Linked DNA regions of Mus musculus: all the other regions are linked to region 2. A link is a contact called in public HiCAR-type, HiChIP or PLAC-seq and promoter capture Hi-C data. All regions are on one chromosome and are shown on one strand. The core of a region is the stretch at or near the end of the contact, and the rest is flanking DNA. Distances in the headings are between cores, read along the strand shown.

Region 1 (3,957 bases), core at 166-2,665, 2.5 Mb before region 2:
TTAAGTCTCTTCACCTCCTCAGGGGATGGGATGGGCTGTTTGTCACTGTCATTTCCCACAATGTTTTGACCTAGTCACAGTGAAGGTATATTTAAATTTAGGGTAGCAAGGCTGGGTGTGGTGGGGCACACCTTTAATCCCAGCATTCGGGAGGCAGGAGGCAGGCAGATTTTGAGTTCGAGGCCAGGCTGGTCTACAAAGTGAGTTCCAGGACAGCCAGGGCTATACAGAAAAACCCTGTCTCGAAAAAACCAAAAACCAAAACCAAAAACAAACAAACAAACAAAAATTTAGAATAGCAAAGGGTTTGGAGTCTTAAATCCACTTAAAGTTGAGTTTGGGTCCACCTGTGCTTAGTAGACCTTCTCATTCTTTCTGTTTCTACATCATGTAGATGTCCCAGGAAAGACCACAGCATCTGTAAGCCATGTTTAAAGAAATCAAGAAGATACCACACTTTCACAGTTCATGGTGTTTGGTACAGAATATTTGTTATGATTCATTGGTATCATGATCACTATTTTCATTTCTGTGTAAAATAAGGAATTACACGTGCAGTCTGTTTTAGGTCTCATGGTATTAAAATAAAACAAAATATGTCTCAGAATTTGGCTTTATGTGTGTGTGTGTGTGTGTGTGTGTGTGTGTGTGAGCCATGTGTGATGGATATGTGTCTATGTATGGGTGTACATATATGTGGAAGACAAAGAACATTGCGGCCTGCTTTGTCATTTGCAACCTTATTTCCCTTAAGAAATGGTCCCCTCCCGAGGTTGCCTGTTTCCATTTTTTTCTGCTGGCCCTCAGTGCTGCAGTCCCAGAATGTCTATCTTAACCTGAGCCTGAGTTGTTCTGAGGTCTCACCACAACCCCACGGAGTCAGCATGACTATGGACCTGAAGTCCAACTTGAAGAGACAGCATCTCTACAAATGCTCTTATCAGCCTGCCACCTGTTTCTCCTGTGTGTGCTTGGGTACACGTGCTACAGAAATAGCGATGTAAGGGGTCAGGAATGAGATGTCTCTGTGGGAAAAAGCAGCCTTTCGGGTTCTCAGCATTTTGCCCAGCTGCTTTGCTACTCTTTTTTTTTTCACCAGAAACTTCTGAGGCTATTAAAATCTATTCCTAGTGATTAAAAAAAAAAATGGTAGGGACTCAAAGGCTCTTTTTCAATTGCCACATGTCTGGCAGATCCTACCTAAACACCCAGTTTTCTCCTTTTAAAATTTTCTCTACCAGTATCAAAACAATCCTACTCATATTTGTGAGGAAATAAATCTCTGCCTTGCATTCTGTGTAGGGAATATAGCAAGACAGATAGCCATCTGGGCTAGCCTGTTTCTCTGGGTTTTGGCTGCTTTAAGAATCTGGCTTCTTGGTAAGGGGGCTGGTCTATCCTGGGTGTGGGAGGAGGGAGCGGGAAAGCTGACCTGGGAGTTCCTTTTAGATCAGACAAAAAGAAACCAGGAAGTTAGGAGGAATTATTACAGTCTGTACAGCTCAGGATGTTAAAGGCGATAACCTCCACGGCCTGGTTATTCATTAGCAAGAAGGAAAGCTCCGGAGAGAGCAGAACTCTCTCAGCTGCAGGCTTGAAGCAGGGTGAGAGCAGCTGGAGCAGGCCGGGCTGGGAGCTTGTTCCTGGAGTTAGTCTCTCTCTAACTTTTTCCGGGGACAGAGGGAGAGGTGGCTGTTCTTTGTTCTCAAATGTCCCTCTAAATAAAACCCTTTTTATTTTACTTATTGTTCGGTGCCCAGGCAGTCAGGAAGAAGCACCTTCCCACTGGACCTCCAGCTCAGTCCTCTCTTGGTTTTGCCTCAGGGCAGCAGCTACAAACAGAAAGCCAGCTGTGAGTGTCTTGGCCAAGCCCAGATCTGCCGGAGAGAGGAGAGATCCGAAGCGGGAGGTATGGTGAGTTGCAGCTGATTTGGAAGCTGCCTGGTGGAGGACCGTGGCTCTGTACAGCTTGTGGGGAGAGGACTATCCTCTCCTACAACTACTAAGCTAGAACAACACCATGGGCAGCGTCTGTGTGAGACTCTGGGCATACCTGCAGCCTTTTCTCCCGTGCTGGTCTCAAGAGGCAGACAAGTCAGTAGTAATTGAGAATCCAGGGGCCTTCTGTCCCCCAGAGGCTCCCAGGTCACAAGAGCCCGAGAGAAGCCATGGCCAGTATTTTGTGGCTCTGTTTGATTACCAAGCACGTACTGCAGAGGACCTGAGCTTCCGTGCCGGCGACAAACTCCAAGTCTTGGACACTTCGCATGAGGGCTGGTGGTTGGCCAGACATTTGGAGAAGAAGGGAACCGGCTTAGGTCAGCAGCTACAGGGCTACATTCCTTCCAATTACGTGGCGGAGGACCGGAGTCTCCAGGCAGAGCCGTGAGTAGCACCGGCCATACTTTTTTCTTGATTCTTTCGGGGTTGGATACTGAACTCTGACTCTCCTTCCTTCCTATCCACGGACTCTCATTCACAGATCGGTCCAGTGTATGGAAAGGCATTCTAGAAGCTGTTAATTGAAGCATGTCTTTCTCGCAAAGTGAGAGAGAACTGCTAAAATGACTTTGATTATAGTGGGCACACCTATGGTCCATCTAATACTCTCCCTCTGCCTCACTTTCAATAGAACTACATTTTCATTTACGGGCAGCTATAGTCTCTCCTAAACCTACTTTCAAATCTAAAATCGGAGGCTATTTGTTTAGTTAGTGTAAACTTTCCAAGCATTCCAAACTAATGCTACAAATCCTGCAGTTGACCACAACCATTTCCATTATGGTAGGCTCACAAGTGGGCTAATTTACAAAGACAACAAAACAACTACACAGTAGTAGTTTTTTTTTTTTTTTTTTTTTTCCTGGTGAAATCATAACAGAGAAAACTTTCTTGGTGTTCCTAGATCCTGAGGTATATTCAAATTACGAAAATAGCTTTTGGTTTTTAGGATTAAAAAGTGGCCAGGTATAGACAGCAAATTTTAAGAAGAAAAATCACGGAGATATTTCTTTCAATACTAGACTAAGATTTCATCCTGAAAAAGTGATTTTAGAAGGGGGGCCGATGATGAACACATCTAATTATTGCTTTTTGCCTCAGTTCTAGTTATCTGTCTCTGATCGTGGAGGTTAAACAATGATCTAACCTTGTAAGAAATGGACTACAAAAGGTTGTTTAATACATCTTACAGACGGAAATGTCCCTGCAAGCTCAGGTTCTGAAACTTTTTCTCCAGCTGGTGGCGCTGCGTTTGAAGTCTGTGGAAGCTTTAAGAAATTGTGCCTGGGTGGTGGGCAGGCCTCTGCAGAGTGTAGCTAGCCTTTACTCCATCCTGCTCCTGTGTTTACTGCTACACCATACAGTCTGTCACATGCTCTTTCCACCCTGAACTTAAGCACTATGCCTGCTGTCCCATGACAGATTAAAACCTTCAGTAACTATGAGCCAAACTAAATATTTCCTCCAGAGAAAGAGGGAGGGAGGGAGGGAGGGAGGGAGGGAGGGAGGGAGGGAGGGAGGGAGGGAGAGAGAGAGAGAGAGAGAGAGAGAGAGAGAGAGAGAGAGAGATTGAATAATTCCTATGGTTTATGATGCACAAGGGAGTTCATTTAGTATTTGCATACTTCCTACAGTTTATGGTACAAAAGAAGAAAAATTATAAATTTATTTAAGCCACATCCATTCATCCATCTATCCATTCAAAGAGCAGACATATTGGTGGGTAGTTTAGGGCTGTGTGACTAGAAAGTAGATAAAATGAAATCCTTGTTTTTCTAAATAATTACATTTTTGAGTAACATGTTTTTCAACAGTTTTCTACTTTAATATGTCCATCTATCTATCTATCTATCTATCTATCTATCTATCTATCTAACTAATCTATCTATCTAATGTATGTGAGTACAATTTTACTCTCTTCAGACAGACCAGAAGAGGATATCCAATCCCTTTACA
Region 2 (4,055 bases), core at 586-3,085:
GCCAACTAGGCCATCTTCTGCTACATATGCAGCTAGAGACACGAGCTCCGGGGGTACTGGTTAGTTCATATTGTTGTTTCACCTATAGGGTTGCAGACCCCTTTAGTTCTTTGGGTATTTTCTCTAGCTCCCCATGTGGATTATCTTAAGAGGGTTTCAATAGTCACATAAGAAAGTCTCTCATTTTAGGGGTGAAGACCACTTTAAAAAAATTCAAATGGCTTGCTGAAAGCCACAGACACTAGAGAAATAATTATGTTTAGGGTAAAGTCGGCTTGTCCTCTTGTGAAACTGTGTCCAACGGAGACAAGCTGAGGAATTATGGGCAATGATAACATGTTAAATGTTGAGCTAAATGTATTAAAAAGCGCAAAAAAACAGGTGTGGTGGGGGAACAGAGGCTAGAAGTCTCCCTGAAAAAAATCAAGTCTTATTTCCTACTTCCCCCGTGTTTGGTCTGGGGAAGAACAATAGTGTTTGCTTAAGCATCTCATTCTGTTTTCAAAACCTTGCATGGTTGACTTGGGAACTGATAGAGAAAATGAAGCAAACAATACTCTGTAATCAACATTAACATCAAAGCTAGCTCTCTCCACTGTGGTCCCTGACCCAACCACGTTAATCTCCCAGGGTCTTGTTAAAACTGTAGGCTTGGGAGAGAAGTGGTTGTGGTGAGGGGTACCTTGGAGTAATTCTAAGTCTCTTGGGGTTAAGCCTGGAAGATTGGTGCTTTATGTATTAAGAGTCCTGGGGATCCGAAAGTAGAAAAATAATGATTTTTGTTAGTGACTCAGTATGGTTCTTACTTCAACACCTCCTCTTAAGGGAGGAAGTAGTGTGTGCATGTAGCTGGAATTTTAAATAATAACAGTTCAGGTGTGTGAGTATTTCATTAGACAGTCAGCTTCCATCCTTTATGCATCCTTTAAGCAGGTTGGTTTAGACAGGTGCACAATAAACGCCAGGCTATTAAACACAGGGACTCCAATATTTAAACCAATTCTTTTGAATTGTCTGGCTAGAAGCACATCCAGTCTGATAAAGTAGACAAAGCACGTGGAGTCTTGAAAAGTTCGACACCCCTTCGGTCCTCAGATGACTATTATTTAGCAATTGAGAGCACTATACTCCTTCTTTTGCCCACACCTATAAGGAGATGGACATGGCACGTACATCCCAGCACTTTTGACAGCTTTAAATGGTGTTTATTACGAGCAGGTATGGATGCTGGGAACAGTGCTTATACCGAGTCCTGGAAATGCTTATTAAACCCAGGAGATACAAGGAGTCTGCCATTAACCTCTCTGTAACTCAAGAGTAGTTATCAGGAGCCAATGAGGGAGAACAAGAGAATTGAAACACGTGGGAATATCGGACCACCAGGTAGCGGGTGTGTGTGTGGGGGGAGGCAGCCCTAGGGAGCTCTCAAGCCGAGGCCCCTCGGGGTCCCCGCGGCACGTGGCGGGCTCGGGCCGGAGCGTCGCGGCGGTGGGGGAGGGGAGCGGCATGAGCCCTGGAGGAGGGGTCTAGACTGCCCGGGATTCGTTTGAGCAGGCGCGGAGTGCGCAGGCTCGGCCCAGGCGCAACCAGTGCGCGTAAGACCGAGGGGTGAACCTCACTGCTGCGCGTCCGGGTCTCTGAGCAAGGGGCTAAAGTCCGCTTGTGCGCACCTCCGGACTGTGTGTGACTACCCGTAGAAACACTACTGTCGCCCTGGCCGGTGGCGTCCACTCCGTCCCGGTCGCTCCCTCCCGACCGTAGTTGTGGTGCCCCCCTCCGCGCAGCCGCAGTGGTCGCTCCCGCCTCGCAGCCCCGCCGCCCGGAGGCCTACCCCTGCCGAGTGTCGCGCGTCGGCGCCGCTGCCTATCCCGCTCTGTGCCCTACGGCCCTCCCGGCACCCGCCGCCGTCCCGCTCCGGGCTGCCCTTGCTCCGAGGGCTGCAGCACCGGCCGTCCCCGTCAGCCCTCTTGTCTGGCCGCCGGGCCGCGGCGGGCGGGAGCAGCCGGAGGAGGAGCCGCAGCCGGGAGGCGGCGGCCTGAGCCCATGGCGTACAGTCAAGGAGGCGGCAAGAAGAAAGTGTGCTACTACTATGATGGTGAGTGGCCGAGGAGCCTGCAGCCGGGATGCGGGGAGGGCGCGGCGGGGTGTCGGGGGTGGCAGCCCGCGGGGACACCAACACGGCCTACCCAGCGGTGGCGTCTCGGGGACGCCCGCCTTCGCTCCTCTCGGGTCCTCTCGGGCACACGCAGGTTTAGGGTGCACTGCCTCTGACCGGTCTCCCGAGGAACCCCAGTTGGCACCCTGGGCCTGACTGCACAAAGCTGGCGTCCTGGAGCTCCGCCCCACGTCCCTGTCCCCTCCCCCGCTCTCCCGGTCCCCCCTTCTCGCCCCCGATCTGTCCGCGCTGCGCTTCCAGCCTCACCCGGGACCCCGGCACCCGGGTGGGGCTGCGGAGGAGTTACTGCTGGCCGGTGGCCAAGTTCGCAGAGCGGCGCTGTCTCGCTGGTGTTTTGCGTGGACTACATCCCTCGCCTTTGTTCGCGTTCTTCGAGCTCCACTTTCTCAGGGTTCAAATGGAAGGGCTGCACTTCCTCGGTGACAATTAAGGGGTTTTGAGTTGGAAGTAGGTAGGTCGTTGGGAAGTGGTAGGAGAGAGGAAGCGTGCAGTTGTTCTTGTTTGATGGGTCCTGGCATGTCTCTATGGGAGGTTATTACCTCCCCCTTCTTTGTTGCTCTTTGTTCGATCTGCTATAATACCCTGCTCTGGGGGGTTAGGAAAGAACACCGGCATCTTGCTTAGGAACTCTTCTACTGTGGTGAAGACCTTGCTGCAGGAAACTTTGAGAAGTGGACTAAATATTCACAATGCAGTGAACGGTACAAGGTGACTGTAAGGATTTTCTAATTTGGAGTATAAGTAGTAATAGTCTCTGGGTTCAGTTACACCAAATGGAATGGTGCCCTGCCTATACAGATTTCACCCAAGACATCAATAGATAAACCATTGAGAGAAGTAATAAGGAAATTTGACAGAACTTTCGAAGCTCATTGATTGAACGCTTGATCTCCACAAAGCAATATGAAATTGGGAGCGTTTTCTGTAGTTGTATTGAAGTCACAGTGTTTGGAGAGGTAGATTAGAGAACTAGGCTGAATGAAACACTTAAACTTGTTAAAATAGTCGTGCATTTTCTTGGTTTGACAGAATCTTTTAATACAAGCTTTAAATAAAATAGCCACCTGTCATTGGCTGGAAAACCAAAAACCTTACAGAAAGCTAGGCCAAAATGGAAAAGGCTGTTTTGTTTTTTGAGACAGGCTCTAAGTTGACCTGGCTGTCCTGAAACTCACTGTGTAAATGAGGCTCTAACTCATAGAGATCCACCTGCCTCTGCCTCCCAGATCCTGGGATTAAAGATATGTGCCACCATGGCCTGGCTTAATTGGAAGTTTGAGAGGACTCAAACTGTATTGCATGTTTATTTGAAGTTACACCATCATGGAGAGCAGAGATGGGAGAGCATGTCGGTTTAAACATGAGTTACATTATGACGTTGGGGTCATAGCAAAGCCCTGACCTGCATTCTCTGATCCATTGGAAATTACAGCCTTTCTAAAGTAAAGTCCTGCTCTTGTTAGAGTCAGGGGAAAGGTTGAGCTGTTGGGGAACAGCTCAGTCTCTTCAGCTGTCAGCTTCTGTCATCAGTGATGAACTCTAAGTCCCATTAACTTTCACCAGGCCTGATGGAGAACCAGAGAGGACTCTCTGTCTTGAACAGCTCCTTCCTGGCTTCATGCGTAGGGATGAGCCTTTGCTGAGGAGTGGGATAGACATTGGTCATGGAGATAAGGTGTGGAGGGAGGCATTTTTCAGTCATGTGATTTTCGACTTATGCCCATGCAGCTGCTTTACCTAGTTGTGAGTGACCAACTGTATAATTGATGGTGGAAATCTGCTGAGTTATCTATCTGTGGTTCTTACTTGACTTGTTTTTAGAATGTACTTAACTTATTTTTATTCTGACTATTTGCATTTGGGGGACGCTAACAAAAAT
Region 3 (3,702 bases), core at 232-2,731, 2.5 Mb after region 2:
ATAATAGTAATATACATGAGTAAATGTCACTGTTAGGTTACCTTAGCATGCATTTATTTTCAGTTAATAGTGTATATAAATGTATGGTGGCTCATAAAACACGTGTGCCGCCTTTTTTGATTGACTTAGGTTTTTTTAACTGACAAGGTCAGGCTTCAGTCATGCCTTCAGTGCGTTAGCAGAGGCGGTAGCAGCTCCTTCCTCAGAGTAGCCAGTTTGTCACCTCAGATGCTCTTCTCCAAGGGCTGCTGGGAACCAGTGCTGGCTGCCTGCAGGTGGCTCCATGTTCTTCTCTCCCTCCTTTCATTTCCCCTGGGTCTTGGGCACTGGGCAATCCTAAATGCTGACCTCTTATGAAAGACCAAAGGATTGCATAGCCAGGCTCCTCAGCAGGAAGGAAACTCAAGGAAGGCAGAGACCCCCACCCCCTTCCTCCCTCTCAGACTCTGTACCATGAAGAGGAGGGAGGAGGCTGGCTGGCGTTGCCTCTCTGCCTCCTTTGTCACTGCTCTTTGCTCTTAGAAGCCCAGGAATTCAAGCTGAGTGTGTTTCCCAACTGCCTGGTTTATCAACATTCACACCAATCTGCTGCTGCAGCTTTGAAATCCTAAATCACTGCTGGATGCAGAGGCTGCTGCTGTGCTCCTGCGTTCCTTGTAGCTTGGAGGAAGTGCCAACACGCAGTCCCAGTGGTTGGGAGACACAGGGCTCCCTGTCATTCTTCAGAGGAGACGCCTGCCTCACTTCAGACTTGCAATGCAGATGGCGGCTGGCAGATTCTGCTGTGGCTGTTTCCACAACCGTGCTTCCGAGCAAAGGGGCAAGCGATGGGGATGCCACGCCCACTGTCCCAAGCTTGCTCCTTTCGATGCGCTTTTCATGTTTTGTTTTGTTTTTTTTTTTTTTTATTACACTTTTACTTAATCTGTGTGTGTGCCCGGGCAAAGCTTCCATGCAAGGCGTGGCATGGAAGAGTGGAGGTCAGACAACTTGGGAGCCATCAGTTCTCCCCTCTAGCAGGAATCAAACTCAGACCTGTGGGCTTTGCAGTAGGCATCCTTACTCACTGAGCCATCCCACCCTCCGGCCATCTGCTTCTGTGAGAGCTGGATCTTCGTGACTAGTGCTACTGAATTAAAGGAAGAGAAAGAACCCCCTGTTTTCTGAAAGGCTGGGGCTCATGCAGAATCATCTGTCCAGGAACCCCCATGCTGACTGGGGGGATCTGCGGAGTGAGGTTTTGTCCTGCCTGAGAAGGAACCTCCTGGGCTCTCATCCTCCTCCTACCTATAGAAAGGACATTGGCGATGCCTGTTCAGGCAGCCGCTTTGTTCTAGTGTGTTTGCTTGTGCCTATGCCAGGTGACACTGTGACTCCTGGCCCACCGCCAGTCCCGCTACAACTGTTACTAAAACAGAGGAGGCCAGAGAGCCAGGCTTTGCGACTGAGCCGCAGATGTGACACTGGCTTTCCTGCTTGTGCTAGTTTGCGACTAGAAGCCCGTGGTTCTACAGAGCATGTGCAGAGTGGGGGAAACAAGCCTGACTGGATATGGGCAGTGAGAAGTGATGTATCCAGCAGACCTTAGTGTTTCAGAAGAGTGCTAAGTTGTATAAAGTGGGGCTGCTCCCTCCTGTGCTCCACCGGGATTCAGGAAAACTAGCTCAAAAGTCAAAGCTAGCTGGGCAGTGGTGGTGCAAGCCTTTAATCCCAACACTTGGGAGGCAGAGGTAGGTGGATTTCTGAGTTCGAAGCCAGCCTGGTGTACAGAGTGAGTTCCAGGGCTACACAGAGAAACCCTGTCTCAAAAAAAAAAAAAAAAAAAAAAAGAAAAAGAAAAAAGAAAAGTCAAAGCTGTGTCAGCTGGAAAGGGTGAAAACAACAAGCATAAGGACAAATCCCCCTGCCTCTACAACCAGCAGCATCCAGAGAGTGAGTGCTGGTTAGACCTCCCTTCCCTAGGGCTGGCCAGTACACAGCTCAGCCCAGTCCAAGCCCTCAGTTCCAGGAAGAGCCTGCTTAATTAAGGATTGTCATTCCTACATGGTTAGGGTCTCCAAGCATATAGGACTTAGAACTGAAGCATATTCATTGCCCCCACCTTGTCTGCCTGTAAGACTCTGGGGAGCCTTAGCTTACCTGGGACCCCCTGAGTGAACCACGTGAAGCCGGGATCGATGCAAAAAGCAAGAGGAATTTATTGCTCCAGTGCACTGGGGCCATCCCAGACCCGAAGGAGTGGTGGCTACTCCCAATATCCCAGCGAGTTCTTATATGGTTTCCAGGGGCAGAATAGAGCATCAGCAACTAGGCACAATAAGATTGGTGGAATAGTGCACCCTTTAAACTGATTGGTCTTTAGGGAATGAGGTGACAAAGACTTTCCTTGTCTGAAGGTGGCAACAGTCAGTACTGTGGAATGTGTCCCCACCGGCAGGTCCGATCCTGCCATGTGGTCTGAGAAATGGTAATTAGCCTCTCCCTTCCGGAGGGTCAGGTGTTTCATGACCTTCCCAAAGTTCCTAAGCTGACCTTTTCATGCCCAGGTCTGGCGTGATCACCCATTGCGTCCTCAGGTTTGACATCAGTGCCTCTGCTTCCCTTGCCACAGTAAGGTTTCTGCAGCTCTCTCTGTGTGTTCTCACTGCCTGCTTGCTGCACAACCCCTCAGCACCCAGCAAGGAGTAGAAAGCACGCTCACTGCTCTTGACTGGTTAGCTATTGTGCCTTCCAGAAGTTGCCTCTTAATGTGCTCCCCTCCCATCTCCAGTTTTATGCTTTATTACTATGTGATTGTTTCAACTTACATACAAATTCAGTTGAGAACTGAAACAAGGGAACTTGAACTCATCAACATGGTGCATTCTCACAGTGCAGTCTCTGTCACGCGCCTGCGGTGATTCAGCCTGTCCCCCTAAAGCGCATCGCAGGCATCCATTTTGTAGCTGGAATGGCCCAGTGCTGCCTTGACACAGCGCACTGCTTCAGAGTACTCACCGTGTCTGTTTTCTCCTCTGCTTACCATTCTGTCGTAGACATACCTTATAAATTCACCACCTCTCATTAAACACTTGCATGTTTTCTAATTTCCAAAGTGATGAACAGCATTTTATAAAACCTCACTTAGCACATACTCACAGGCCCAAAGGCAAGCCTGTCTTAGGCCCCTTGTTGACATTACCAGTTTGGTTTACCAGAAGTCCCCACAGTACTGTAGGAGCAAACTCATTTCAAGGGACCCTCTGTCACTGTTGGGTAGAGGATTCATCTGTGAATTTAGTTACTAATTAAATCACTTACTAATCTAAGTGTTTCCCTGATTACTTGTGGAAACTGGTGTTTCCCCTAAAGCTTCAGTGGTGTGGGGGGAGAGGAAGGTGCTACCAATAGTGTTCCCTCATTTCCTGCCTAGTTGGTTTGTCTTATCTATATAAATCCATTTTTTAAAATATCTATCTACAAAATAAACTTGTACATAAATGTGGATAACAGAATTATTCAAAGGAGGAAGTATCCAGGATATTCATGATTTCTAAATGGATGAGCACCTTATGATATAGTCATACAGTGACAGATATTTAGTGATTAATGTAATGATAACTTTAATACAATGCTATATTACTACACTGCAGATGAATCTTAAATGCGTTGTGCCCTGATGAAAAATAGAACGAAACCAAGGTTGTGTATCATGTGATTAAA
Region 4 (3,656 bases), core at 245-2,744, 2.2 Mb after region 2:
CAGAATCTATAGATTCGACCTAATAACATCACAGCCCACATATTTGTCCATGTTTGGCAAACTTTGGAAACCCCAGATTTGGGGACTTCAATATTAAGACCCAAAGTGTCTGACTACCTTTATCACAGATTGCATGCTTACCAAGAAGCGGGTAAGAGTAAATCCAGCAATTTCTAATTTTTCCTGGCTAAAATCTGCCCCCTTAGTTACAAGAGATGTAAGACACCCAAAGAGAAACATGGAAAGGCCTCTGCAATACATACACCCCACTACAACGTCAAAATTCACATCTTTCAAAACTGTGTAATAACAAACTAAGCTGTATCCTGGCGGCTGAATAAGGTATTCTAACCAATCAATCAATTATTGTGGCTCTTATCATGTTATATATCATATTACATATCATGACAAATTAATAGCAAGTATAATTTAACTTTTGCTAAATGAAGATTAAAGGTTTTGTAGTTTCTCAGAATTTCTGTGGAAAATATTAACTTCATTAAAGCATTAAAGTTAGTGAGGGGATTTGTGTGTGTGCACACTTATGGAAACAAGATGTGAAACATGAAGTGTTTTCCTTAGTTATCCTTCATCTTACTTTGTAAGACATTGTCTCCTATTGAGCCCTGAATCTGACACTCACAGTTTCAGCTAGACTCTGTGGATCTCCCTTCTCCAGCCTTCCAAGCCTAGAGTTACAGGCTCCCAGATTTTTGTTAAGTGCTGGGGTCTGCATTTATGTCCCCGTGCTTCAGAGACAAGCATTTTACTGACTGGGCCATCTCTCCAGCCTAAATTCTTAATTTAGTTCTTAATTAAAGCCTCATTTAATTTGCCCAGTAAAAATTCAATTTCTGAAAAATAACCTTTTTTTCCCCTTTCGAACTTCGTGCCCCACCCCTGCCTTTAAAAAATCTCGTCTACATTGTTCATACATCAAATCAAACGCCTTAACTTTTAACCCATCTTTTCTTTTCCTAGACCCTTGTTCATTGAATATTATGGCTCTCCTTGTCAGCGCCATGTAATATTTTAGGTCATATCTTTTGAGTGCATCGAGTGTATCTTCAATGGCATTGCCGGCTGTTGGAAGTTGGATTTGTGTAGATGTTTTGAATTATCCAGAAATCTTAAGTTTGAAGAGTGCATCGCTTTGGCCTCTGAACTTAGCTGTGGTATTTGGTCGGAGTGTACCTAGCTTCCCTTGTTCCCAGATAAGCCTATTTGTCTGGGGTGTCTCTGTGTTCCTCCACATTCGTTTTCTGTTAGATAACGACACTAGCGGGCATCATCCTGAGAAATCGGACCCACTGTCCTGGCTGTTTAGGCTGTGAGCCTCTCAAAGCCCGTGATCAAAGTTAAAGTCCCTTATCTTAAATGCCTCTCTGAAACCTAGTTACCCGTCAGTTACCAGGGCCTCCGGAGCTGCAGATGCTCAAGGATGTTGACAGGGCAGCTAGGATTTACCTGCCGGAGGCCCAGTCGCTATGGTAACGGCTAGCCGCAAATGTGCTTGCGCAGAAGTCCTGGCCGTAAAGAAACAAGGGCATTACGACATTGGCTACTTGCGGCAGCGACGTGACTTAAGGCCGCCCCTCGTAGGGCGTCGTTGAGCTCGAAAGCTAAGGCGGGAGTTTGGGCGGGAGTGCTCCTGCTGGTCCTCCCGGCGGAATGACCCAGTCGGTGGTCGTACAGGGTGAGCTACCCCCGTCCGCGGGGACCGGGTCGCTGCGGAGCCAGTCACCTGGTTGCCTTCCTAATGCACCTCTCTCTCTTCCTCGCTACTGGCTGCAGTCGGACAGTGCGGGAACCAGATCGGCTGCTGCTTCTGGGACCTGGCGCTGAGGGAGCACGCAGCGGTCAACCAGGTACCCGCCCCTCCTGCCTGTCACCCGGGCCTGCCAGAGTTCACATGAGGTTTGGGGAGGGGTGCTTTGGATCCTGCTACGGGGCCCTGGCTGACCTGGGACTTGCTGTGTAGATCATGTTCTGGAATTTGCAGCGATCCATCTGTCTCTGCATCCCCAGGACTACCACTATCATGCCCAGATTACTTGGGCTTTTTAATCAGTACCATAAATTGCATAGGATCTTCTCATACCGGTCGTGGCTAGTTTCTTTTTAAACGTGTTGCTGTAAGTCACAGGCAGAAGGCACTTGTCAGGAGTTTGGTCTTAAGTTTCCCTGATCTTTAGCAGTCTCCTCCTCCTCCTCCTCCTCCTCCTCCTCCTCCTCCTCCTCCTCCTCCTCCTCCTGTTGTTGTTGTTGTTGTTGTTGTTTTGAAAGACAGTAGATGCTATAGATGAAAGCACTATAAAGTAGGTAAATACATCAAACGACCAAGAATCCCAAGAAATTCCCACTTGGAGTACCAGCTGTATAATCCTACAGGGTGTGCTTTTTTCATCACTGTTAAACTTAGTCAGGGGTTCTCTTGGCATTTTACCTTTAGATGTAATTGGAAGAGTCGACCTAGGTTTCTTTTTCTTAGAGCCCCTTCAGCGTTGTAGAGTTGCTACAGCTAAAAGGGTTTTAGAGAAAATAAACGTAAATGCTATAGTTTGTTTTGTTTCTAGAAAGGAATTTATGACGACGCTATAAGCAGCTTCTTCAGGAATGTGGATACCAGGTAAGTGGGTGAGTCTGTCTCCGCTTGGTAGGACGCCTCCTTTCCCTGTCAGCAGAATCTTAGAGGATAAGGAAACAGTTGCCAGCTAGGACGGTGTCTGCTGTTCTGATCAAAGCGTATTCTCATAGCCCATTTTCATACCATTCTGCAGAACAGCGCGCTTCCTTGATAGACTTCCGTAAGAAGCCAAAAAGAACCTTTAAAGGGACTCCCAGTAACTTTGAAAACCTGACGTTTTCACTGAGGGTGCCTGCCCACTATGGTATGAGTCTAGCGGGGGCCAGGTTTTGAAAGATTATTTTGCATATTACTTGCCCTCAGAGTATGCAGAAATGAAAGAGGTGGAAACTGCTCACAATGTGTGTTACTTTTCGTTTAGTGTAAGATACAGATGTTAGAATCCTTTTGACATTTGAGATATGCCTGGGTCTTTTAATGTTAAATCATTAAGTTTATCCGTTTTCAAAGTTCTCTATAAACCAGCTGTAGTGGACTTATCCTGACAATTACAATTAAATATCAGGCCTTTCCAACTTTGTAGAAATTTAGTTTGAATTTGTTCACTAGATGTTGGAGCCATTATCTTCTCGGGAAACCTGACTTTGGTCTTGTTGATGAATCCCAGAGCCTCCAGTACAGTCAGATTAGTCAAATTCAAAGAACTGGGAGGTTAAAACCTGGAGCGTCATTGTTGGGGATGGACAGTATAAACTCAGGCCTTTTGAGTCATAAGCATACTTTTTTATTGTTTGGATCAACTCTGCCAAAGCTACATGCTATTCAGAAGGTGGGTAGAGACATGGTGGTGTGAGATTGATTAAAGTGAATTTCCACAGCGGCGGGCGCAGTTGTTCTCGTGGGGAGGGTGCTGTCCTTTAGATCGCTTTACTTACTTGAGACCTGGAACATGGTCTCCCTTACGTGCATGCACTCAGACCTGCCTTTGCAATATCCCTTCACACATGCTTCCCTGCCTGGCTCCACCCCAGCCTCCCTTTCTTGATAGCCACCTCTTTGATTATTACAG
Region 5 (3,965 bases), core at 668-3,167, 2.1 Mb after region 2:
CATGCTTCATCTCGGCAGGTCATAGTGAAGGTCAACAACGGTGTCAGAGACTTTTCTACCTCAGTAACTCCCAAGCAGAATCTCTGTGATGGCAGATGGCACAGAATTACAGGTGAAAAACTTGGGATGTCCCCGGGTATCACATACAAGCCTGAGCCCGCACAGCACAGGGAGGCATGGAGGGTGGCGTCCTGGAAGAACTTAGATTTTTATATGATACTGATGGATGACTAAAATCTGTACATGCTCTTAGCTGTTGAACCATCTCTCTAGCCCCACAGCCATTCTTTTTCTTTATTCTTTTTTTTAATTTATTTTATGTGTATGCCTGCATGTGTGTCTGTGCAGTACAGGCACGCCTGGTGTCAGCAGAATCCAGAAGAGGATGATGGATCCTTAGAAGGAGATGGTTGTGAGCTGCTCTGTGCATGCTGGGAATTGAACCCAGGTTCTCTGAAAGAGCAACCAGTGCTCCCAACCTCTGAGCCATCTCTCCACCACTACCACTTCCACCCTCAGCTATTCTTAATAAACAATGAATATAGATAATAAAAGCATGAATATGAATACTACCAAAATAATGCCAAAATATGTCATAAAACTTTTGGAGCAAAAACAAACAAAACAACAACAACAAACAAGTAGCATGGAATCTGATTGTCCCCTTGTCTAAGGAAAATGTCGCTATAATTACTCAGTAATTATGCTTCGACATTATTGCTGTATTCAATGATAGAAGAGTATGGGGATTTTTATTCTGGAATGTGTTGGTGTTGTGATAACTTATTTCATGTAAAAATTACCCTGGTATCACATATAACCAGTCTTTGTCATGCTTTTCAGTTATTAGAGATTCAAACGTGGTTCAGTTGGATGTAGACTCAGAAGTGAACCATGTAGTTGGGCCGTTGAATCCAAAGCCAGTTGATCACAGGGAGCCTGTGTTTGTTGGAGGTGTTCCAGGTAAGCGCTTCTGAGAATGTACACACTTCTGAATCCAGAAAAACCCAGTAAGCCCTTATCACTGTTGTTATATTAAGAAGTGAGCCTTGTATTTTCGTAACTCACCTAATAACTCAAAGGGTTTTATATGCCATTGTCCTTAATAGGAAAGAGCAGCAAAGAAGTAAACTTGATCCCAACACTAAAAAAAAAAAAAAACAAAAATAATGTACCAAAACTTTAACTCTTCATTCAAGATCAATAATACATAAAAGTATGCTCAACAGATGTGCGGTTCCATAGTGCTGTGCTTTCTCTCTCTCCTTCTCTCTCTCTCCCCACTTCTCATCCTTCCCCTTTAAATATCCTCTACACACACACACACAAACACTACAGAGAAAATTCACTTATGAATGGTAGTGCCATAGGACCCGAGAACGTTGAGTATTGAAAGTTCACTGACAATATCTCCCCTTACACAATAGGAAAGAGTGTGTGTTTCCCCTGCCCTGACTTAGTCTGAATGGTGAAAACAGCTGCAGACCATAGGTTATGTTGCTCTCATAGAATAGCATTCCCTAAGAGAGGTTTCCAGCTACAGTTCTGTAAACAGCTGCCAAAATGTCATCTCATTCAGGAGAGTGAGAAGGCACCTGTGGGCCGCCTGCAATTACTTTATACCCCTAGAATAGCAACCATTGCCTTAATGCTGAATACTGTTTTTATGTATTTCTCTAGTTTGGAAAGTTGAAAGTGAAAGCTAGAGAGGGGGTTATAAGATGGAGATATTTAAGCTTCTCATCTGGAATTGTGTGAGAAAGTAATCTCCTAACTAGATTTTTTTTTTTACACTATCATATAAAGGTAGTCAATAATTTAAAAAGAGAAAAATCTACATATAAAGTCAAGCATCTTACCCTGTGTGCTCTCAAAGCTGTAGTAACCAAGTGTGCCTCTTCTTTCTATGCTGATGTTTTCAGACGCCAGCTGTGCTGGTTTGAATGAGAATGGCCTCCGTAGGCTCAAATATTTGAAAGCTTAGTCACCAGGCATTATTTGCAAAGGATTAGGAGGTGTGGCCTTGTTAGAGGAAGTAAGCCACTGTGTGTGTGTGTGTGTGTGTGTGTGTGTGTGTGTGTGTGTGTGTGTGTGTTGGGGGCAGGTGTCTCTGAGTTTTCTAAAGCCTGTGTCAGGCCCAGTCTGTCTTTCTTCCTGCGGCATAAGGATCAGGATATAAAGCTCTCTGCTACTTCTCCAGCACCATGCCGGCCTGCATGCCACCATTCTTCCCACCATTATCATACCGGACTAAACCTCTGAAACTGTAAACAGGCCTCAATTAAATGCTTTCTTTTACAAGAGTCGCTTTGGTTGTGGTGTCTCTTCAGAGCAATGGAACAGTTAGAAACCAGCATTACCAGCACTGGTAACTTGAGAGCCAAAGGCATAGTTAAGACCCTCAAGAAGCAAAGCCCCTCTTGTGTTTCACACAGGCACTCACGCCAGTATCCCCCCGGTCCTCTGCCTCTGTTCTGGCTTTGATTCGGAAAGGGACTCTAGTAAAGGCCACCATTGCACCTCATGTTATTCCCGTGAAAACTGTCGCATATCAGTACTATTTCTCCACATTGCTTCCTTCCTAGACATCATGGTACAGCTTCAGCTATTTCACAGGTTCCCAGGGCACACAGGGTTAAATTAAACAAAGCACTCACCCATTGCCTCTTTGCCCTTGCCTCTGGGCTCCCTGTAGCACCTGAGCCTGAAGTTCCAGACCTTCCCACAAGGACTTGGGGATTCTATGTCTAGCAAATATTGCTCCTCCTTTTTCTGCAAGTACCGTTCCATGGAACAGCTTCTCCTTTTCCTCCAACCTAGTTTCTTATTGATCCTTTGGGCTTGCCCTTTTCTTCCAACCTTTCTCCCTAGGATACACACAATACCACTGTGTCAAGCCTTCATTTGATCTTGGAAACATTCTCTCTTAAAATTCTATGTTAAGAAGGTGGGGAAATGGCTGAACATTAAAGCGCTTGATGCTGAAGCTAGAGGGAGGCCTGGAGTTCAGATCCCAGTACCCACATAAAAGCTTAGTACTACCCACAGCGTGCATGTAGCTCTGACACTGAGGGCAGCAGAGACAGGAGGATCCCTGGGCATCAATAGGTCAATATTGTGGCTGCAAACAAAATAGTGTGCTTGGGGTTTGAGGAGAGAGCCTGCATCCAAAACATAAGGCAGAGAGAGATAATGAAGGACTCTTAACACATGAATCTTACTTCACACATAGGTACATGCACTACATACATATATGCACATACACCACACACTATCACACACACATAAACACAAAAGCAAATGTGTTCATTTTGTTAACCAACTACTCAGAACCCTAGGGCCCTTTTCTAACACTGCATATAATTAATTTCATGGTATATCATGCAGATCATAATTACTACATTAATTATTGTCTCCTGATGATTTTTCCGCATGAACCAAGGGCGGACAGCTCAGGCAGCATGGACGCCATGTCCCACTGTGCACAGGATGGCAGAGGGTTTAGAAGACCCCTCTTCTCCTGCTTTAGCTCAATTTTTATTCTAAGGATGAAGGACACTGAGCCTGCTGTACAAACGTGAAGCCATTGTGAATTAGATACAAATACAAGGAGCTGATCTCTGGGGTCCCTTTTAAACCTAAAACTTTTTGGAGACGGGGTTCTTCTGTGTAGCCTTGGCTGTTCTGGAACTCACTCTGTACATCAGCCTGGTCTCGAACTCACAGATCCACCTGCCTCTGCCTCCCGAGTGCTAGGATTAAAGCTGTGCACTGTCGTCACCAGGCTCAAGCTAGAGCATCATGCTTACCGTTCTAAAGGGGAAAGTGGTTTCCCTTCTTTATTTCCAGACACGGGTTCTGTGCACACTTACTCTGCACTGCATGAGATTGCACCAGGACAGCTGCTTGCTGCTGCTGGTTTGGTCTCCTGCTTTATCTGACTTCCTCAGTTTCAGGTTGCCAAC
Region 6 (4,084 bases), core at 1,213-3,712, 2.2 Mb after region 2:
GTTTGATATCTAGTGGCTATTCACCATATCAGTGATGTCATCAAACCCTTGGTTATGTTTGTAAGTGTGCCCCAGGAAAGTTTGGCCTAGGGGTAAAAATAGAAGAATCAGTGCCCCAGGCTTGCAGGCAACCAGTCTAGATGAAACCACAAGGCCCAGTTTCAGTGAGAAACCCTGACTCACAAAATAAGGTGGAGAGTTAGAGGCAGGCACTCAGTGCTGTACACTGACTGCCATGTAGACACAGACATGAGCACATGCATGTGTGCTCACACTTATGCCATATGTACACACACCCCTGGTCATCACTACTCATAAGTGGACTCTGGGGGAGCAGCTGTCAGGAGTGTGCTGACCTGACCAATGGATTCACACATTTGTAGATTCGCAGTTGAATGGACAACTGGAAGACTGCACCTTACTGAAGTGCATCACTGGGGCTGTATCAGTACATCTTGTCTCCTGCCTCTACTAGCTCACAGGTGATTCCACTAGGCTGCTCTCAGGGACCTAACATCTGCTTACATCATCACCTGCCACCATCACCTGCCCCTGCCACCAGGTGCAGCAGATGCAGGCTGTGTATAAAAGGACTGCCTGACACCCAGCTCTCTCTGTTCTCCACATTCTCTCTCTCTCTCTCTCTCTCTCTCTCTCTCTCTCTCTCTCTCTCTCTCTCTCTCTCTCTCTCTCTCTCTCTCTTTCTCTCTCTCTCTCTCTCTCCCCCCTCTTTATCCTTGGAGCCCCTTTCTCCCCTCTCTGCTGCCCCCCATCATGGATCACTTGATGCCTCTACTCCTTCCCCAGGCCCCCACTCTTCTCCCTTCCCCCAATAAACTCGCTTATACCAGATCTGTTGCATGGCGTAATTTCTCAGGGGCACACCTTGCCTCTTTATATTTCATAACATCCTCTTTCTCTGTTTTTTCTCTCTGTGAGATGAGTTGCCTCCTCTATCACACACTTCTGCTGCCATGCTGTGTCTCATCAGAGGCTGAAATGTCCAGCCAAGAACCATGAACTTAAACCGAGAGCCAAGATAAACCTTCCTTTAATTATTTTTCAGGTATTTTATCACCATGACCAAAACAAAGCAAAACAACAAACAAACAAACAAACAAAAAACCCACACATAATTAAGGCAAAATTAATCACGAATGATAATTTGTGGTCTAAGTACAATATCTCTTTGTATTTGCACTTGTTTTCTATTCTGTACATTTCTCTGTGTGCTAGAATATTTGCTGTTTAAGAACATGCTCTAAAAAAAACTAAAAAAAAAAAAAGAACATGCCCTAGTCCTCAGTTGACAGTAACCACCTGCCTCTCCTGAGAGTGTAGAACAGGAGAGAGCTGGGCACAGAGCTATTGAAGAAATGTCCTCCAGCTGTGCCAGCAGGAAGAACCCATCGCTGAGATCCTTCTTAGGAGCCTTCTGAAACCTCACACCTCTAGACGGTATAACAACTCCCCTTACTGTATAGAATACCTCTGCTGCCCCAGCCATGTTCAGCTCCAACTCCTTACCCTTCCATGTTTTCTATGTCACCGGAAGAGGTCAGAGCCAGCAGTGACCTTCATGTAAATAAATCAGCAAGTAACTCTGTCTGCTTTAATCTTCTCAATCAAAAACACTAAGGCAATGAATTGCTCATTTTAAATTAAACTTCATATGCTCTGCCCTCCGAATTATTTAGAGCTTCCACGGACAGATTCACTCACAAAAAGTGAAAGACCCAAGGCTTGAGAAAAGATAAAGTAAAAGTTTAACACTAAATGTTCCTTCCTAAGCGTTCCTTTCAAACAAGGACAGGCTTAGCTGGGGGAAAAAAAAAAAATCATTGCCAAACCCGTTTTTTTGCCAGGAGCTCTTTGCATGCTACAAGCTGTGAAAAGGCGAGCCCGCCTGCCCTTGTGTTCGCCCGCCCGCGCCTGCAACCTCTCATGAAGGGATCATGTTTACAGCTGTGGCCGTCAGTGCTACCCATCCGAGAGCTGGGGTGGACTGTGTAAATAGACATAAGGGAACACTAGTGGACTGTTCACACATTGCAAGAAGGCTTCAGTGTGTACACCTCAAAGGGGGAAGTGTCCAGCATCGAGACGAAACTCCCAAGCTAAAACTGAACGTTCTGGAAAGGAAAATGGCTCCCCATTTCTCATTAAATAATTACCCGTATATTTCCCCCATTTCTACCTTGCAGCTGTACTTTGGGCCTGGAGATGTACAGCTGGAGTCTGAATGTGAAACAAGGACTTACCTGTGTCAGCCCAGTCATGAGCAGAGTGCAAAAGAGGAGCCTACGCATGATGCCGGGAGGATGGAGAGATGGAGAAGCGCCAGGCACAAAGCTCCCCTGTCTCCTGCACAAGGAACCACGTCTCCACCTCCTGGGCTTCAGACTCCCGGGTTGCACTTTCCGTCTGAGGATCTGTCCCAGTGCCCTGCGGATTTCACTGGACTTCTAGAAGCTCCTTGGGTCTGCACGGTGTGCGTCAGGAGGGGCCAACACCTTCCTACAGGGACTCTGCGAGAGCAAGTGGAGGTTGTTCTCTGAGGGAGGACGGACATCCTGTTCTTGAGATCCAAGCCCGTCTTCCAGGAGTTGGGTGGCATTGGACATCTTTCCCACCTTGCCCTTGGTCTCTCTGATTTCTCTGCCGGGTGTTGGTCCAGTCTCTCCCCATTTCATGTCACTTGAGTTTCATGTCCTACCAACAGCAGATTCTAGAGGCCTTTCCTGAGCTGGTGAGCAGCCCCCACCCCATGTCGTCCTATACTCCGACACATCTCACCCCTGGGGCAATGGTAAGGGGTTAACCTAGTGGGTGTAAGTAGACTCCCCACAGCACATTTGCTTAAACTAGGCTCCTATCTGCAGTTGTAGTTTTGTGGGAGACAACAGAAAATTAACCCTAGGTTTCCCCAATTAGGTTTTCCCAATTAGATTTTCCCAATTAGAAAATTGGAGTGAGAATTTTTTTTAACATACGAAACACTACAAGATGCCCATTAATACATATAATTTTGTTTTTGTGTATCAGTTAAAACAATCTTTAAAACTCTAAAAAGTAAGTTACTCTGAATTTGAACCATTTCTCCAGAAACACACCATGTGTGCACACACATGTGGCCACCAGCCTGTCCCCTCCTGTGTTGTCACCAGGACAAGAGTTAAGAGTATCCATTTTAACCTTTGTTCTTTCTCTGTCCAAGTCTTGTCTTCCTGAAGATCCAGCAGGCGAAACCTACCTTCCCACAGCTCTTCTCCCTTTGGCCTGTCACGTGATCTACAGTGTCCGGGCCTCTTTCTTCCCACCCTTATGAGCATGAATTTAGCACATAAGTAAGGCCTCCCACAGCGGTGACCTCTGGGAGGCTGTGCTCCCACAGAGCCAATAGCACATGAGCATGCACACATCACAGTAGCCTGCAGCTATATGTGCACTGGGCCACCCAGATGGTACCCTTCTTAGTTAGGGGTTTACTGCTGTGGACAGACACCATAACCAAGGCAACTCTTATAAGGACAACATTTAATTGGGGTTGGCTTACAGTTCAGAGGATCAGTCCATTATCATCAAGGTGGGAGCATAGCAGTATCCAAACAGGCATGGTGCAGGCATCTCAAGGCAAACAGGAGAAGACTGACTTCCACACAGCTAGGACAAGGGTCTTAAAGCCCATGCCCACAGTGACCCACCTATTCCAAAAAGGCCACACCTCCAAATAATGCCACTCTCTGGGCCAAGCTTATACAAACCTCACAGTACCCTTTTCATTTGCCACCCTAAGGTCTTGGATCAGTTAAATGTCTGGCAAATGGATCTTGAAGAAGGGCTTATGTTGGCTCACACTTGGAAGGCACAGTCAATCATGGCAGGGAAGTCATGGCAAGAACATAAGGCCACTGTTCACAATGCATTCACAGTCGGGAAGCAGAGATGAAAGTCAGAGCTCAGTTTGCTTTATCCTTATCTAGGCTGGGACCCTGTCCCGCAGGACAGTGCCGCCCAAATCCAGGGTAGGTCTTCCCATCTCCCTTAATCCTTTCTAAAAACACCCCTACAGATCCAAGGAAGG
Region 7 (3,884 bases), core at 441-2,940, 2.4 Mb after region 2:
ACTGTTTAAGTCAAATCTACTTTGATGACCTTTGGGAGCAGATCAAAATGGGAAATAATGCTAACATCTTTCCAGGGCTTTCTCACTTGTTCACAACATCAGCAAATCTTCTTGTGGAGACAGAATCCCTTTAAAGCTATCCGGAGGAAGAGTTGTGGGGTTTTCCTGTTTTTTTGTTTTTATTTATTTTTTTCAAAAGTAAGTAAAGAGAAAAAAACAGAACAGAGTCTTGCTGGGAGTTGGTTAATTTGTCATTTAATCATTTTGCCTCTTATTGGTCCACTAATTACGTGAAGAAGCTATTATGCTGCAGATGCCAAAAATGAGACTCCTCTCAAAGAAATTATTAACAATGGAGTGACTTAGTACCATCTGCTCCAGGTTTCAGGAAGAGATCGGACATGGAATTCCTCAGTGTCACCTTCTCTTGTCCTCAGTTTCCTCGTCCATCACATGAGGATCATTTACTGAATAGCAGCAAATTTCTCAAAAGAGCACTGCGGAAAAGACAAAGAAAAAAAAGTCAGCAAAAGAGACTGGTATTTTTAAACTACAGGGGAAATGTACTGAGCAGGAAAGATAACACAGACCTTGAGCGCCTAAGGAAGCCAAGGCTGCTTCGCTTAAACTTACTTCTTAGAAGATTAGATTTGCTGAGGGGGAGGGATGAGTTTCTTACCAAAATCATTAAAGAAAATGATTCTGAACATGTCTTAAAACAGAGTTCTCAGTAAACAGGAATTGCCTATAAAGAAAATCAGGAAGGCAAAATGTTTCTTTTTATGAAGTTACATCCTGCCATAGAAAAGCTGAATCGGAAATAAAGACTGCAGACCAACCCGGCTATTATTTCGTCAAGGAAAATCTGAGCAAAAAGCTCAGCTCAGCCACCAGCGAAAACAAGAAAACCAAGAGAAGTTTGAATGCCCCAAGGAGCCAGACGAGCAATGGCCACTGGTAAACAGCTAGGGAAAAGCACAAGCAATCTCTACTGGGTGGTTTTGGGACTCTTTGTTGCAGGCCCCTTGAATTTCAGTCATACTTCTCTTTCACTTTTCCTGGGGTAGGTGTGGGGGGGGGGGCGGGGAGCATATTTGGGTACCCAAGAAAATGAGACTAACAAGTCATTAATTTCTTACTATTTGTTGTGCGTTTGCTGGTCCTAGCTTTCCCAGTTTCTGCAATGGTACTTCTCTACTTTGCTCCTCACTTCCCTAATTTGCCATCGCCATTCTTAACACCTTTCCATTTTATCCTCCCACTCTCAAAGGCGAGGCTATCTCTTTGGAGAAATAGGTTCCCATGGCTGTGAGGCTGGAGTGGCAGGTGCCAGTCTCCACTGGCAAAGTGGAAAGCAGCTCATTCCCTGCGCACTCTCCTGCCCACCTCACCAACTCGCAACTCCACACGATCCTCAGACACACAACTCTTCCTTCTCCGCCAACCTCGCATCCTCTCACACACCCTGTGGCCGTGCGCACCGCAGGCTGCCCGCCACCACTGTAAAGCTCAACCCACTCGGCGGCCCCACCCATGGCCGTCCCGCCTCCGACGCATTCACCAATGGCTGCCGGCGCTCAGCCCTCAGCGGGCCCTTTGATAGGGCAGAAAGACCTGACAGTCTCAGGGCGTGTCCCGCCCCCTCTCGAACCCCTCGGGATCCGGAGCAGCCCGAGCATCAGCGAGAGTAGCTGCGAGAAGCCGCGGCGGTGGCGGCGGCGCGTCGGTGCAGTTGCGCCATCTGTCAGGAGCGCAGCCGGCGGGGAGGGGGCTCCGCAGAGAGGAGGAGGGGTCGCCGTGCGCCGGGCCTCCGAGACCCGCCCGCTGGTCAAGAGCTCAGCGAGGCCGCCTCTAGCCGGAGCGTTTCGAGGACTCCCCGGGCACACACAAAGCCGCCACCCGCGCCAGGGAGGGACCGGGCTGCCGGGCCGGGGACACCGGCGCCGCCCCCTCGGCGCTTCGCGAGGCCCACGAGCTCCTGGGCCCCGCCGCGGAGCCGCGGGAGCCGCCTGGGCCGCGCCGGAGGAGGGCGGGGAGAGGACCATGTGAATGTGCTCCGGAGCTGAGCGCCAAGCCAAGCAGGTAAGCGACAGGGGATGCGCGGAGCCTCGGGATGCTGCGGAGACGCCCGGCCCAGCGCCCCCGCACGGGCTGCTCCCGCTGCGGTCCCGCCGCGCAGCCTCCAGGGCGCCCCGCGACGCAGGACACTGATGCGGGGTGCCGCCCCGAGGCTGCGCAGGCACCGGGGTGTCTTTCCTCGGCCGCCGGCGGGTGCCGGGTGGAAAATAGGAATTGGCTTGGGGGTGAGGTTGGCCCAGCTCCGCCCCCGCCCTCCTTTCGCGGCCCCCCGCGGGGACCAGGGCTGTGTGTGTTGTTTTAATGTCAGGGATGATGTAATCACTTAATAATTGATGCCCCGTGCTGCTTTCCTCCCCACCCAACCCCTGCCCCACTCCTCCACCTCTCGGCTTCCTCCCTCGGTGGCCCTTGCCGTTCCCCAGCGCATCCTCCTGCCTATTTCTGGAACCTCCCTTGCACTTCCCCCACCCTCCCCTTCACCCTTCCTGTGCTACCACCCACCCACCCTTCCCCTTTCCCCTGTGTCTGGCCTTGCCTCCTCTTCCTCTGTCCCCCCACCCCTTTTGCTCTCTCAAGCTTATTTCTCCTCCCTTCTCGACACGCTGGATTTCCTCCCTACTTCCCTAGGTCGGTAGACGGTTTTGTTTGGTCTCCTCTAGGCTCTCTTATCTTTGAGGCCACAGGGACTGACTGAGCTAGAAAGAGGCCACCAAGCTTGGGCCCAGGAGGCGTTTGCTGGGACTCACTGGGAGGAGGGATAATAAAATCACCCGTTTTGCCCCTCCTTCCTCTAATAAATCAGACTCATTCTGTGTGTGTGTGTGTGTGAGTGTGTGTGTGACACAAAGAGCCCTTTCAGTTCATAGAGGAGAGACACATAAAGTACCCAGGGCACCATGCTTCTTGTGTCTCATCCCTGGGGCGTCCCTTTCTTTCTGGTGAAGCAGTTGATCTCTTAGTCTTTTCTGCCACACTTACCAAAAAATGAAGGCTCCCGGATCCCGGGTGGCAGGTGCAGGCATTTAGCTGTGTTTACAGACTGGTAGCATTGAGTGGCAACTGCAGTTTTCTCTATTTAAGGTGGTGGTGGGGGGGATTATTTCAGCTGTTTTAGGAGTTGCTATACTTTCAAGGAACCTTCCCCTATCCCTCATTTCCCCCCTTTTCTTCTTGGGGGATAGTTACTGATACCTGAGACAGGATAAATTGATGAGGGATCAGAAGAATTTTGTGTCTGAGTCAGAATCAAACTGTTTAACACGAGTGAGGCAGCCTGACTGGATTCCCTAAAGTCCAAGGCCTCTTTGCTGAGTGAAGTCTTTTGAAATGTGCTCTGGTCTGCCCAGCAATGCTGCCTAGCCCTTTTATTTAAGAAACTGGGGCCATGGATAGCAAGCACTTGGGCTGGCGTTTGGAAGACCCTGGAGGTGTACCACTTGTCTGCTTCAAGGTTGACTTTGGAAGCTCACATCCGGCCTCTCACCCTTTGTGCTCAGTCTCCCTGTCTGGCTCTACCCAGTGAGTACCACACATTCAGACTTGGAGGAAGTGGTTTCAACTCTCACACTTTGGGTCTAGTTAATTATGAACAGGGGATGTAGATGTCTGAGTTCAGAACCTATGGTGTTCCTCTGAAGGTAGAAATGTTAATGTAAGTCTCAGGCTTAGTTTGTCAAAACTTAGGTCTGATCTGCTGATTCCTGGGTTGTGGGGTCTCAACTGTTGAAAGTAACGAAACTGTCCCAAGTTTACTCTTTAGCTGTTTTATCTGAAAAGAGTTGTGATCCATTAAGCTGACATCTTTT

Evidence for each region. Promoter capture Hi-C pulls out the DNA fragments that hold promoters and counts their contacts. HiCAR-type assays count read pairs that join an accessible place to other places. HiChIP or PLAC-seq counts read pairs in DNA pulled down with a chosen protein or histone mark.
Region 1: a contact with region 2 is called in a promoter capture Hi-C map of cranial neural crest. The contact joins the promoter of Frk here to the promoter of Hdac2 in region 2. A contact is called at or near these places in 9 of 39 promoter capture datasets (the 3T3-L1 cell line, 3T3-L1-derived adipocytes, the C10 cell line and 5 more).
Region 3: a contact with region 2 is called in an H3K4me3 HiChIP or PLAC-seq map of stem cell-derived neural progenitor cells, with 10 times the contacts expected there. The contact joins the enhancer-like site here to the promoter of Hdac2 in region 2. A contact is called at or near these places in 4 of 39 promoter capture datasets (hippocampal neurons, liver, maxillary cranial neural crest and 1 more) and 4 of 115 datasets of contacts at active chromatin or transcription factors (astrocytes, embryonic forebrain, large pre-B cells and 1 more).
Region 4: a contact with region 2 is called in a HiCAR-type map of astrocytes, with 14 times the contacts expected there. The contact joins the promoter of Fam229b here to the promoter of Hdac2 in region 2. A contact is called at or near these places in 16 of 39 promoter capture datasets (the C10 cell line, the HPC-7 cell line, HPC-7-derived erythroid cells and 11 more), 10 of 115 datasets of contacts at active chromatin or transcription factors (astrocytes, craniofacial prominence, differentiating embryonic stem cells and 7 more) and 2 of 9 other capture datasets (liver and pancreatic islet).
Region 5: an H3K27ac HiChIP or PLAC-seq map of epiblast stem cells shows a contact between it and region 2, with 16 times the contacts expected there. The contact joins the enhancer-like site here to the promoter of Hdac2 in region 2. A contact is called at or near these places in 5 of 39 promoter capture datasets (cranial neural crest, frontonasal cranial neural crest, maxillary cranial neural crest and 2 more) and 4 of 115 datasets of contacts at active chromatin or transcription factors (embryonic forebrain, embryonic stem cells, epiblast stem cells and 1 more).
Region 6: a promoter capture Hi-C map of liver shows a contact between it and region 2, with 11 times the contacts expected there. The contact joins the promoter of Ccn6 here to the promoter of Hdac2 in region 2. A contact is called at or near these places in 8 of 39 promoter capture datasets (the C10 cell line, cranial neural crest, frontonasal cranial neural crest and 4 more), 1 of 484 Hi-C or Micro-C datasets (pre-B cells) and 4 of 115 datasets of contacts at active chromatin or transcription factors (embryonic forebrain, embryonic midbrain, kidney and 1 more).
Region 7: a contact with region 2 is called in a HiCAR-type map of astrocytes, with 8 times the contacts expected there. The contact joins the promoter of Fyn here to the promoter of Hdac2 in region 2. A contact is called at or near these places in 5 of 39 promoter capture datasets (hippocampal neurons, liver, pre-B cells and 1 more), 1 of 115 datasets of contacts at active chromatin or transcription factors (astrocytes) and 1 of 9 other capture datasets (liver).

The regions. Positions count from the first base shown.
Region 1 is chr10:34,481,985-34,485,941 of GRCm38.p6, forward strand. Frk (fyn-related kinase) reads left to right here and starts at 1,416. Exons shown (of 9, transcript NM_010237.3): 1 at 1,416-1,604; 2 at 1,761-2,385. The coding sequence starts at 2,021.
Region 2 is chr10:36,972,709-36,976,763 of GRCm38.p6, forward strand. Hdac2 (histone deacetylase 2) reads left to right here and starts at 1,836. Exons shown (of 14, transcript NM_008229.2): 1 at 1,836-2,095. The coding sequence starts at 2,044.
Region 3 is chr10:39,501,065-39,504,766 of GRCm38.p6, forward strand. The region is part of intron 3 of Fyn (Fyn proto-oncogene); the gene reads left to right. Among named protein-coding and RNA genes, the nearest start is that of Gm40627, 87 kb to the right of the region's middle. Within about 2 kb of position 1,482, at least 48 of the 459 cell types and tissues checked have an H3K27ac peak or open chromatin away from gene starts, as enhancers often do. A contact at or near this core is called in astrocytes, embryonic forebrain and stem cell-derived neural progenitor cells, where this site is marked.
Region 4 is chr10:39,132,412-39,136,067 of GRCm38.p6, forward strand. It overlaps Fam229b (family with sequence similarity 229, member B), which reads right to left and starts at 1,495. Exons shown (of 5, transcript NM_183254.2): 1 at 1,412-1,495. It overlaps Tube1 (tubulin, epsilon 1), which reads left to right and starts at 1,612. Exons shown (of 12, transcript NM_028006.2): 1 at 1,612-1,696; 2 at 1,795-1,868; 3 at 2,577-2,629. The coding sequence starts at 1,672.
Region 5 is chr10:39,105,119-39,109,083 of GRCm38.p6, forward strand. Lama4 (laminin, alpha 4) reads left to right here. Exons shown (of 38, transcript NM_010681.4): 36 at 19-112; 37 at 844-963. Among named protein-coding and RNA genes, the nearest start is that of Fam229b, 27 kb to the right of the region's middle. Within about 2 kb of position 1,918, at least 12 of the 459 cell types and tissues checked have an H3K27ac peak or open chromatin away from gene starts, as enhancers often do. A contact at or near this core is called in epiblast stem cells and stem cell-derived epiblast-like cells, where this site is marked.
Region 6 is chr10:39,161,332-39,165,415 of GRCm38.p6, forward strand. Ccn6 (cellular communication network factor 6) reads right to left here and starts at 2,463. Exons shown (of 5, transcript NM_001127376.1): 1 at 2,262-2,463. The coding sequence starts at 2,309.
Region 7 is chr10:39,368,109-39,371,992 of GRCm38.p6, forward strand. Fyn (Fyn proto-oncogene) reads left to right here and starts at 1,691. Exons shown (of 14, transcript NM_001122893.1): 1 at 1,691-2,082. It overlaps Gm31616 (predicted gene, 31616), which reads right to left and starts at 1,504. Exons shown (of 2, transcript NR_168583.1): 1 at 1,387-1,504; 2 at 1-497.